Linked DNA regions of Triticum aestivum: all the other regions are linked to region 1. The links are chromatin contacts, called in public Hi-C maps. All regions are on one chromosome and are shown on one strand. The core of a region is the stretch at or near the end of the contact, and the rest is flanking DNA. Distances in the headings are between cores, read along the strand shown.

Region 1 (3,736 bases), core at 768-3,267:
TGCTTGCATATATGCATCAATATTCTCAATCTTTCCGCTGAAAGCAAAGCATGGCAAATACTTTCTCCATTCACAAATATAAGATGATCTAACATTTTTCTGAATCGAAAGTATATAGTCATGTTTTAATGTATTTGTTCACTTATTTCAGTCTATATGTAGTCCATAATGAAATATGCAAAACATCTTATATTTGTGGACGGAGGAAGTAGCGTTTTCCACATGATTTTTTTCTGCCGGCACCGTCCACTTATTCCTCTCCTTGGCTAGCATCTATCATTTTCCCTTTTTTCTCAAGAATCTCGATAGAAAAGGATTTCCATTTCGCCCGAACAGGGCACGCAGCAGAGTGTTGTGACACATTCAAAACTCCCCCCTCTTGCCAAAAACTACTCACCTTTCTTCCCATGAGCACATACATTATACAAATTAGATTAGTTTGTAATCATTTTACAAATACAAGCTAGGTGAAGGCCCAGTCATCCTAGGAGCCAAAACAAATACCTACCTTAATGGAAAGTACCTTTTCCACCACTTTCTCACCCCTACTACTTTATTCAGTGACACCCAGTTCTAAACAACAGATGAAATACTATTATAAAACAATAACAAAGGAAAGTAAAAAAAACATAGCAAGTAGGAGGAGCAATGAGCCTCACCTTTTATCCATCTATATCCCATGAGAAGAGTATTTATACGCTTGGCTTTGCTTTTGCGGTTGGCTTTGGCAAGTCCCATCAGTGCCATCGCCATTGCACCCCTCCTTTTGAGCAAGCTCACAGAGTCCACCTTGACTCTCCACTCAGGAGATTCACCTCACCACCACCATTTGCGACGCAATGCAGCACAGTTGGGAGCACTTGCAGACGCTTTGAGATGCAAAAGACGTCACTGTTGCTTCACAGCTAAGCAAATACTCTAGAAAATTTTGATCCTATTCCTTCTTTTAAGCGAGCAGGGGGGCATCGAGGATAAGTTTGTTCCTCTGTTGCTTCTTCTTTCCCACTTAGTCTTGACTGATCACTGTCACCAAAGTAGTGAATAGGAATAACAAGATAGCCCTCTGGTTCCTTTGGCTCTCAGTTGGGCCCTCCTCCGTTTTGATCAAGTCACTCTCCCAAGCAAAAGGTGACCAGTTCACTCTTATCTTCCACCAACGTGCAACGTTTCACTGAGGTTTCTACGTAGCATCGATATCGATCGAGAGGCCCAGCTAGCAGCTGGCGGTGGGTGCTGCCAACCTAGCACCCACAATTCACAGGACAGGCACAGACACAACCCACAGCCACAGAAACATTACGCGCCGCTCATCGACTGACGCAACGCAACGAAATCCCGAGCCACGGTTTCACCGTACGCGTACGTGTGGTGGTCGCCGCTCCGAACACCTTCCCGCGAGCATGTGCCTCTGTTTGTTGCTGGGGCTCGCCCGCTAATAATGGAAGCGTCGATCGGCAGCGGGATCACTGGCATGCATGGCAGGGGCTGGTGGTGCTCTGACCACCTCGCTCGACATGGACTCGTCGGTTTCCCCCCTCTTTTCCTCGCCGGTGCGCCGGGCACCAGACGGGCGACTTTCACCCCAGCTTTCCTTTCGACGTCGGGTCGGTTTGCGCTTCGGGAATGGGCGCGGTGATCCGGCACGATCGCGCGCGATAGCCCACTCCGTTTTGCCCGATTCTGCTTCCGATTTTTTCCGTTTGAGCTTTCCTTTAACGGACACCAAGCCACTCAGACCAGCAGGTACTCGAGCAGGACAGGGGTTATTACTTTTTTTTTTTGCGGGGAACAGGGGTTATTACTGACGGCGACGATTAGATTGATTGTTTTGTAGGCGATTTTTTAGGCGAATTAGGTTGCTGATGCGTGTACTTAGTAGTACTACTACACAACACAAGCCTGGCCGATCGAGCATCTCGTCTGACGGAGGAGAAAAAAATACTAATGCTACTAGTACTACGAGCGAGAGAGACCGTGCATGAGATGAGCAGAAGGAATCGTCAGCGAGCACGCTGCCTGCCAGCCAGCGCCTATCTCTATCTGTACACGTTGACGCGTAGCGTATATGCACACAAGCGTGTAGCTTGCATTGGTTGGGCGTGAGCGAAATATCTACCTGCTCCAATGGATCCGGATTGGATTCCCTGTCGGCCTCATGCATGTGCCTCCATCGACCATGTATTTTAGGGTAGGCGCAGATGCAATGCCCTGGGACGACGAGCGCATGTGAGCGGCAATTTAGAGAGATGGAGGGGGACCGGCCAGCCGATCGAGCTGCTGGCCCGGGTCAATGGAGGTGCTCTCTGTGCCTGCGTCGCCGCAGTGGCACGGTGCCCGCCGCACCACATGACACGGGACGGGACTAGGGCTGGATTCGATGGGTGGGGGTGGCTAGTGCCCTTGGATGTGATGTGAATGTGCACGCACACACGGAGGAAATAGATATGCTACTGCAGCTCGTCCACGGAGCAACATATGCATGTAGCAACCTGGTCGGGGACAGTCGACCCTTCATGGAATCATGCTGCAGCGACCCAGGCCGGGAGTGCCGCTCGTACGGTTTTCATTTCGTCTTGTCGTTCTACAATTCTCATCGGCATACGGCGAAGTTTAACCTATAAATTTTGCATGCACATCCATCTCAAAAAATTTAAATTACATGCACGCACTTGTATCTTACCTTTACGTGCACGACTGTTTTCATCTTTTTCAACTTAAACATTGTGCTTCTCAGTCGCATATACGACTATAGGGTTCAGATGTACCTGCATCCAGAAAAATTTGGCCCATACCCTGCAGATAGACTAGGTATAGAAATGGAGAATCCCATTTTCTATCATCCTTCCGTCACCTCAACCATATAACAAAACGGTATGCCGCATTTGATTTGTGTGCTACTTTTTATAGATATCTGACCTGATGTATGCCCATATCTTCTAGTATTCTCCATCCTCCTCTCTTCTCCATTGTATCTATCCAACGGCATAGATCCCTAGAATTAGGGCTCCACGGTTCTCACAAATATTATCCCAAGAGAGACACCGACGGCTGACGTGATATATATGGTGATAGCGCGCGCATAACTTGTTGAAAGCCCATGCACCACCTTTCAAACAGAGCACCATTTCAAACCCAAGTTGAGTAACTGACAAAGTGGTGGCGACTTGTTTAATCCCACTCACGACTGAGCTAATCAGCCTAGGTTAGCGGCGATAATGTATGTGTAGCATTACTCTCATGCGTGCGTGTTCCAATCCGCTGGTAGTATGCGTAGCTGCGTGTTTTTTCGCTCTACTAGACCGGAGTCGCTTTCACTCGCCGGCGCTGTCGCCCTCACCCTCGCCCTTCCTTTCGTTGGTAGTACATGCATGCACTAATCAGCCTAGAGTTTTTCTTTTTGAACTGCGCTAATCAGCCTAGGTTTGCGGCGATAAGAGAGGTTAATTACTACATTAACCAACAGATTCCGGGCTCAAAGCACCACGCGTGCGCGCCCCCTTGGCCATGGACGGTGACGGTGAGAGACGCGCGACCCGACCCGATCCTCCTTTGCGTATATGAAAAGCGCACTCAAGTATGGTACTCCTATCCTAGTATATCGCGGCGCCGATCGACTGCACCTGCATCAGTGTAGTGTAAAAAATACTCTTATATTATGGAAAGATGATCTATCTGTGTAGTCCACGGTGCGAGTCCTCTCCCTGTCTTGGTTGGCTCGAGCAGCGTAGTTAACCCC
Region 2 (3,736 bases), core at 665-3,164, 220 kb after region 1:
CGGTATAACTTTTGTGATATACAGCTTGTATTATATTGGTCGAATTGTCTATCTATGGATATGTGTGAGCCTTATAAACCGTAAAGGATGGAGTATATAAATAGATAATGCATGCTGCATATAGAGATTAAAGGACTATAGTGACCAGTGATCACTTGTCAAACCAACATCCATTTCCTTGATTATTAGTTGATGAAAAATAAAAAAAAGTCAAATGTGGATAATCATTCCTTTTGTGTCGAAATTAATTGATGAAATCGATTGTGGGGGACAACAAGATTTAAAGTTTGCTGAACAGTACGGCGATCGATCTATTGCACAAATATTCTTGCAAAAAGAAGCCCTTTTTTTGTCACAATCTCATCCACTCAGAGAAAATAAAAACCGTGTGTAGCCCCTTCTCCCACTCCGTCTTCCATACCGCTAGCTTTTCACTGTTTCTAAGGTGATGCATCGCTTTCACGCCGGCTTCACCCACCTTTCGCCAGGATTTTCCCTAGAATATCAGAGTCAGCTTACCCAGGCTGTACTTAATTAGGAGCAGACACACAAACATGAGTACTTCTGTAAGTGGTAAATAATACTCCCTCCGTTCCAAAATGTATATATATGGAGTAACAAAGTGCATGCGGAAGCCTAATTCTTTTGCACCTGTTGATGAATTGTTGTTATGCGTTGAATTGGCATCAAGCTAGCTAGCCCATGACCGGATTATCTCAGGGATAAACTAAGTGTCCTCACGAGCATGAGTGGTTAATTGGCCAAGTCTAACAGGCACATGACAAGAGCATTTCTCCCTAGCGTGGCCTTGATAGATTGGACGCGGGAGCACCTTTTGTCCTGCGCAGCCCCCACTCACAAAGCAAAGCCAAGATTCCACCTCTCCTCGACGGGGACGTCGCATGCAGGAAAGAGTACAGGTGCTACCAAAGCTAGCGCTCGTAATGGCGTGTCAATGTGTGCCATACACCGGGTCGGTCGTGCTGCTGCTCTATTTTTGCTTATCTTTTGTGCGCTCCTCGCTTTGGAAGAGAAAAATCTAGCTAGCCTGGGGATGTAGGTTGGCCTCAGGGTCGATCCGAAAGCATCTGCCGCGGTCGCGATCGGTCGTGTCCGTGTCGCGGGAAGAAAGGAAGAGAAGGAAGGGGAAATGAAATTCATTTCTGACGGCGACTGGAAATACGGCAGGGCGGCAAGCGAAGCGTCTGCTGGCTAGGAAATTCATACTGCGCGTATCAGAAATTCAGACCGGGCAGGAGGGGGACAGGCTATCTAGCGCGGTGATTTGTGTGCATGAAAATTGAAGCGCGGCTGGGCTGAGTCGGACGTGGATTGGTACGGCTGTGGTGGGTGATAAGCGATCTCTTGATTACGTGATGTGTTGTTGGTGTCGTTGTGTGGACGGACGTGGGAAGGGGCAGATGTGATGAGATGAGATGATGAGACGAGGCGACCGGAGCGGCAAGAGAAGAAAAACTTGCTTGCATCCTCGGGCTGTCGAGGTTTCCAAGTCGTATTCCCACCAGTGCAGTTTTGGCGCATTGCCGCGCCGCGCTCGCTGTCCGCCTGGCGTGCGGTGGCAACGCAGGCAGGATCATTCATCATCCCGTGGACGCAACCGCGCGCGCCGGCAGCCGCAGCGGCGCGTCGTGCCGGTGAAAGACAGATCGGTAGAAGTGAAAACGTTTTCTAGTCTCTACTACCAGTGCTCTACCAATGGTGGTAGTTTGGGCTGGTGGTAGGTGCGGAGCGTGTCGTGGTTCGCAGCGAATCGGGTGACGAAAGCGAAGCGGCACCCAGAGCCAGAGCCATGGGGTCCGGCGGGCGGAGCAACAGGAGCAGATGGTGGGGGCTTGGATCGAGTGGGCCAGCATCCAGCAAGCAAGCGGTGCGTAGGCCGATCGGCGCTTTCCACCAGGGCTGCTTCGCCCATGTTCCGTGTCCCCCCATCCGACGCCCGCACCTGCGTAGGCCGGTCCAGCCTCGCATTGCATCGCTGGCTGCACCGAGCCCCGGACGCCGCAGTGGCGGCCCCATGAGCCCGCCCCCGTGCCGTGTGATGTGATGTGATCTGACCCAACCACCCCACGTTTCGGACTCCGATCATCCACCACCACCGCACGCGTGGTCTGTCTCTCGCCGCTTCTTCACGCACTGTTCTACCACCTTCCCTGCGAAAACTGTTTCGTCGGGAGGAGCCCATCTTTCCAACGGCTGACCTACAGCCAAGCCCATGCGGACAAAATTTCTGTTCTAACCTTTTTGCCAAACTTAATCACAAATTAACCTCATTTTGAAAAGAATTTCGTATTTGACTTTTTTTGGTGACGCCAACATCTATGACGTTTGGATTGCACAGGAGACGCCAGAGTTCCTGGCGTTTGCTTCGTAGCCCATATCCAGCTGGTCAGCTGGCGTTTGTCTCCTACGTGACAGATGTCCGATCTCCCACAAAGTTCCCCTGGTTTTCTGTCGGTTTACGGGAGAACTGATGCGTGGACCGGTCCGCAGACTAATAAGGACTCGTTGGATGGCTTCCAGCATCCGAACAGTTTGATCCAGACATTTGCAGACGATTTGATGGTCCGCATGAGACATGCCCTAAATATTAACATTCACTTATGCATAGATGGTTTTGGACCTGGTCCGTACCGGGCCGAGTAGCTCAACAGGTATGCAGAGATTTGTGAAGGATGTGTTATAGCTAGCGCTCTCTGAAACCATCGTACTTGATTTTTGAGATGGATCGATTTGTCTACGTAACTTAGCATTCCACAGTGTGAATTACAGCTTGCAAATGTTAAACAATTTACTTGTTGTAGAGATCTTGATCCAACACTACACCGGCAATGGTAAACAATTTCAGTGGTCAAACACCTAGCTTAATGGCGTGTCCTTCCTGTCCCAAACGCCGGGATGCATGGCGTTTCCATCTACGCCCAGACGCCATGAAGCTTGGCGTTTCGACCTTCCACGTCAGCTGACCAGCTGGATATGGGCTACGAAGCAAACGCCAGGAACTCTGGCGTCTCCTGTGCAATCCAAACGCCGTAGATGTTGGCGTCGCCAAAAAAGGTCAAATACGAAATTCTTTTCAAAACGAGGTTAATTTGTGATTAAGTTTGGCAAAAAGGTTAGAACAGAAATTTTGTCCTGCCCATGCCTTGTTCTCTTCTCGTACTACTCCTACTGCTGGAAAGATGGCTCTTATCATCACCATCAATAGTCCACCTTGAGGCAGCCCTTTTCTTTTCTTTTTTAGGTTTTTTATACCAGTTTTTTTGGGGGGAGCTGGAGGCAGCTTTTTTTTTTTTTGAGTTTTTTGGGGGAGCTGGAGGCAGCTTTGCTTCGACAAATTCGAATGCCTTATATTTGTCTCTGCTAGTAGGCCAGGCCCATCCTCAGACTCCACCGGTCTTCTTTAACTATCCATTTGCAAGCCATAATAGGCTCAGGATGGGAATGGCCGGCCTGCTCCAGCCCAGACTTGGTCCTTGCTGGCACCTCTGTTCTGTTCAGCGGCATGGACCCGGCCCAATGGTCCAATACCAAGTGGCTTCTTGTTTTGTTGGACAACATGGTCAGACCCATTTTAATAAACTATCCGTCTAAAATATAAGATCATTTTTGACACTATGATCCATCCGTCCCAAAGTATAAGATCATTTTTTACACTATCATAGTGTGATAAATGGTCCTATATTTTGGGACGGAGGGAGTACAAAATTGCACAAGA
Region 3 (3,736 bases), core at 911-3,410, 150 kb after region 1:
GGACTCGCTAGGCAGCGTTACCCCGACAGGGCGGCATGGACCCGTCACCAATTGGCTACCGGACACCTGGCGCTCCTCTTGGATCTGGTGCGGCCACACTACGGGGTGCCGAATAATTTTTAGCAGATGGAGTACTGTTTCCTGCATTCAGTATCTGTACCATTTCGTTCGCTGAATGTGCTGCTCCACTTGGTTTTTATCAGGGCTGCTGATTGTTGGGATCAATAGTTTTCTTTACAGCAAGTTGTCATCAAAAGTATAGTTATGGCATAGATGGTTGAAAACTTGTACTAATACATAATTGAACTGATTACTCCCCCCTTCCACTTATATACTTATATAGGGCCTAATACGTTTTTTAAGGTTATCTTTGACCACAGGTTAGCACAATGATACATGACATGCATGAGTAGGATATATGTACCTAAAAAAAGGGTATGTAGCTCAATTGCAAAGAGAGTTGGTAGAGTTTCTAGCTCTGTTTATGCTGTTGCCGAGCTAGATTTAACCTAGTTCATGTCTTTACAGTTTGGATAATGGAAGTTGTACAAGTTAAGAGCATCTTCAGCTACGTACCTCTAATTCGACCCCTCAAAAGCCCGTGGATGCGTCCGGTCAGTGACCGGTCATGTCTGTTTTGAACCCCTATTTATCCGGCCACACTCCTCATTTTCTTCCCCATATGTCCTGTCATGTGCATGTGATTGGTTGAGATGAAGAGAGAGAAAGAAAAGAATGAATAAAGAAAGAGAAGAGATGGTCCAGGTGGGGACGCGTCCTATGTGGCGGACTGACCGGGCACGTCCGCGAGCCCTCATATCCTCCCCATATTTCAGATGGATATGAGGGTTCGCGGACAGCCCGGGCGTATAGGGATGATATGAGGAGTCCGGTTGGGTCAACTTTTTGCTACTTTTTGCATCTCTCTCCTGTCTGGTCAGTGGTACCCGCGCCCGCCCGGTCAATTTGAGAAGTCCGACTGTAGATGCTCTAAGGGGGGAAACACCCTGAAGTGCAGACCAAGGCTCAAATAGCTAATTGTTTTGGAATTGTAGTTGAATACGTAACAGGCTTTGCTCTGTGGTTCTTCGACGACAAGGAACATGTGTTTGGTTTCTTGAGCAACTACTACATTGCCCATCATCAAAGTAAGGGAAAGGGGGTGACCCAGGTTCGAATAACATATATGTCGTGTTAGGATCTGACGAAACGCTTTAATGAGAAGAGAATCGACATTGACGCCACCAAAATTGATACTACTAGATCCATATAGAAGTTAGAGCATGTCGTTCAAATCTTAAATAACTAAAAAATGAGAGAGAAAGAGAGAGATTTTGTAATTAAGGTACTTATTTAGCTAAACATAATTGATAGATAGTCCCAACAATGAAAAAAAATAGATTGAATGCACAAGCTACACAAACCTTAGACTCTAGCAATGGGGTGAATACCGATAATGCTAGACCTACGAACCCGCTACAAACTCCCTACGTAAACTTCCAATCTACTCTTCTCGCCCCCCCCCCCCCCCCCCCCTAATTTCAGTGGGTGGGCCATGTCGCTCCTCCCCGGTCCAATAATACTGATCCACGTTGCTGCTTACGTAAAACACGTAACAAAAATTACGTAGGTCTAACATTACCCGGATGAATACGACCTCATGCTGGTATATTCAACATATTTATCCCTAATCTTCACCACACGAAAATTTGATTCGCTGGCATGCCTCTATTGGTGACTGTGGGTGCCCATATACTTGCGTACGCACGAGCGTGTGTCTTTTTTATTATCACAAGAATAAACTCAACACATGAGAAAAAAACATGGTTCCATCCACAAAAGATCTTGATAGCATAGAGAGCCTTCTCCAACCTCCACACCATGTAAGGTCTTTTCCGGAAGGGAAAAAGAGCACACTGTAAGTTCTAGGTTTCGACATGAAAAGAGAAAAACACCTTGTAATTCCTATAACTAGGAGCACACTTTTTTTACCTTTGAGAGCAAAAGATCACATCAGAATATCAAGATCAGACACCCGGCGTCCAGCTCCGTTGGTTCCGTCTCGATCCTCCGCCAATTCGTCCCACCCACCGCTGCCACCAAGGGACAAACTCGTCAATCCACACCGCCCCGGCGCCTATAAGAAGCCTCCTCCCCATTTCTTCAAACTTTAGCCGATCAGTATCCTCCACAAGAAAAAAAATACTATAAGCGCAATAGAAAAATAGTGATCCCTCAATAAGAAAATCAAGAAAAGATTTCCTTTTCTTCTTGGGCTCCCTTCCACCACCAACCTCTTCTCCGGCCGGCCGAGTTGTCCCGCTCCGGCTGCGTCTTCTCCGGCGAGAGGTGTAGCTAGGTTGCCTGCTCTTCCTTTGAGCGGTCTCCTCCCGGCAGGGCTGAGGAGATCTCTCGGGACCTCGGGACTGGGGCGTGTATGATGGGGATTTCGCTTATGCCGATGAAGACGCCCACGCGGCTTCTGTGGAGCACCAGCTTCTTCCGCCACAAGCTCGCCGCCATGATCGCCTCCTCGTCCTGCTTCTTATAAGAGCCCCTCCGCCGCGCAGCAGCTGTATATATACGTCTTTTTCATTTGATTCCGCCCCCCGTTCGATCGACAACCAACCAAGGCAACTTCTTGAAGCTTTCTCTGCGATGGAGCCCGGCCGGCTCATCTTCAACACGTCGGGCTCCGGCAACGGACAGATGCTCTTCATGGACTGCGGCGCCGGCGGCATCGCCGGCGCGGCCGGCATGTTCCATCGAGGTATTATATTCTCATCCACTACTAGTTTTCTCGATCCCGGTTGTTTGGTTCGTTAGTAGGTCTCGCCTTCTTGATTGTGTGGAGAGTGGAGAGTGATTGGTGTACTGATTGGGGTTGCCATGTTTGAGTGATGAAGGGGTGAGACCGGTCCTCGGCGGCATGGAAGAAGGGCGCGGCGTGAAGCGGCCCTTCTTCACCTCGCCGGATGACATGCTCGAGGAGGAGTACTACGACGAGCAGCTCCCGGAGAAGAAGCGGCGCCTCACCCCGGAGCAGGTGACAATTCGCTGCTACAGTGGTGAAGATGATGCTCTGTTCATCCGAATTAATTCTGATGGTGCATGCGCGCCACGCGTACGTGTATAGGTCCACCTGCTGGAGAGGAGCTTCGAGGAGGAGAATAAGCTGGAGCCGGAGAGGAAGACGGAGCTGGCCCGCAAGCTCGGGCTGCAGCCACGCCAGGTGGCCGTCTGGTTCCAGAACCGCCGCGCCCGGTGGAAGACAAAGACGCTGGAGCGCGACTTCGACCGCCTCAAGGCGTCCTTCGACGCCCTCCGGGCCGACCACGACGCCCTCCTCCAGGACAACCACCGGCTCCGGTCACAGGTAAATAATCGAAGTCAACAACCACGCTTCATCACCGGCCGGGCACCGGGGCTTCCGCCGCTGAGTTTGATTTGGGAGATCCATCCATCTTTGTGCCGTCAGGTGGTAACGTTGACCGAGAAGATGCAAGATAAGGAGGCGCCGGAAGGCAGCTTCGGTGCAGCCGTCGACGCCTTGGAGCCGGAGCAGGCGGCGGCGGAGGCGAAGGCTTCCTTGGCCAACGCCGAGGAACATGCCGCGGCAGCGGAGGCGTTCGAGGTGGTGCAGCAGCAGCTGCATGTGAAGGACGAGGAGAGGCTGAGCCCGGGGAGCGGCGGGAGCGCGGTGCTGGACGCGAGGGACGCGCTGCTCGGGAGCGGA

Evidence for each region. A called contact is a pair of places that touch in the nucleus more often than the background predicts.
Region 2: a contact with region 1 is called in a Hi-C map of leaf, with 4 times the contacts expected there. The contact joins two enhancer-like sites. A contact is called at or near these places in 2 of 5 Hi-C or Micro-C datasets (both in leaf).
Region 3: a Hi-C map of leaf shows a contact between it and region 1, with 4 times the contacts expected there. The contact joins the promoter of LOC123145385 here to the enhancer-like site in region 1. A contact is called at or near these places in 2 of 5 Hi-C or Micro-C datasets (both in leaf) and 1 of 1 datasets of contacts at active chromatin or transcription factors (leaf).

Annotation. Positions count from the first base shown.
Region 1 is chr6D:402,357,147-402,360,882 of IWGSC CS RefSeq v2.1, reverse strand. No RefSeq gene overlaps it. Among protein-coding and RNA genes, the nearest start is that of LOC123141746, 43 kb to the left of the region's middle. Within about 2 kb of position 2,017, at least 5 of the 8 cell types and tissues checked have an H3K27ac peak or open chromatin away from gene starts, as enhancers often do. A contact at or near this core is called in leaf, where this site is marked.
Region 2 is chr6D:402,134,744-402,138,479 of IWGSC CS RefSeq v2.1, reverse strand. No RefSeq gene overlaps it. Among protein-coding and RNA genes, the nearest start is that of LOC123145384, 23 kb to the right of the region's middle. Within about 2 kb of position 1,914, at least 7 of the 8 cell types and tissues checked have an H3K27ac peak or open chromatin away from gene starts, as enhancers often do. A contact at or near this core is called in leaf, where this site is marked.
Region 3 is chr6D:402,206,709-402,210,444 of IWGSC CS RefSeq v2.1, reverse strand. It overlaps LOC123145385 (homeobox-leucine zipper protein HOX16), which reads left to right and starts at 2,160. Exons shown (of 4, transcript XM_044564787.1): 1 at 2,160-2,770; 2 at 2,907-3,046; 3 at 3,137-3,376; 4 at 3,479-3,736. The coding sequence starts at 2,659.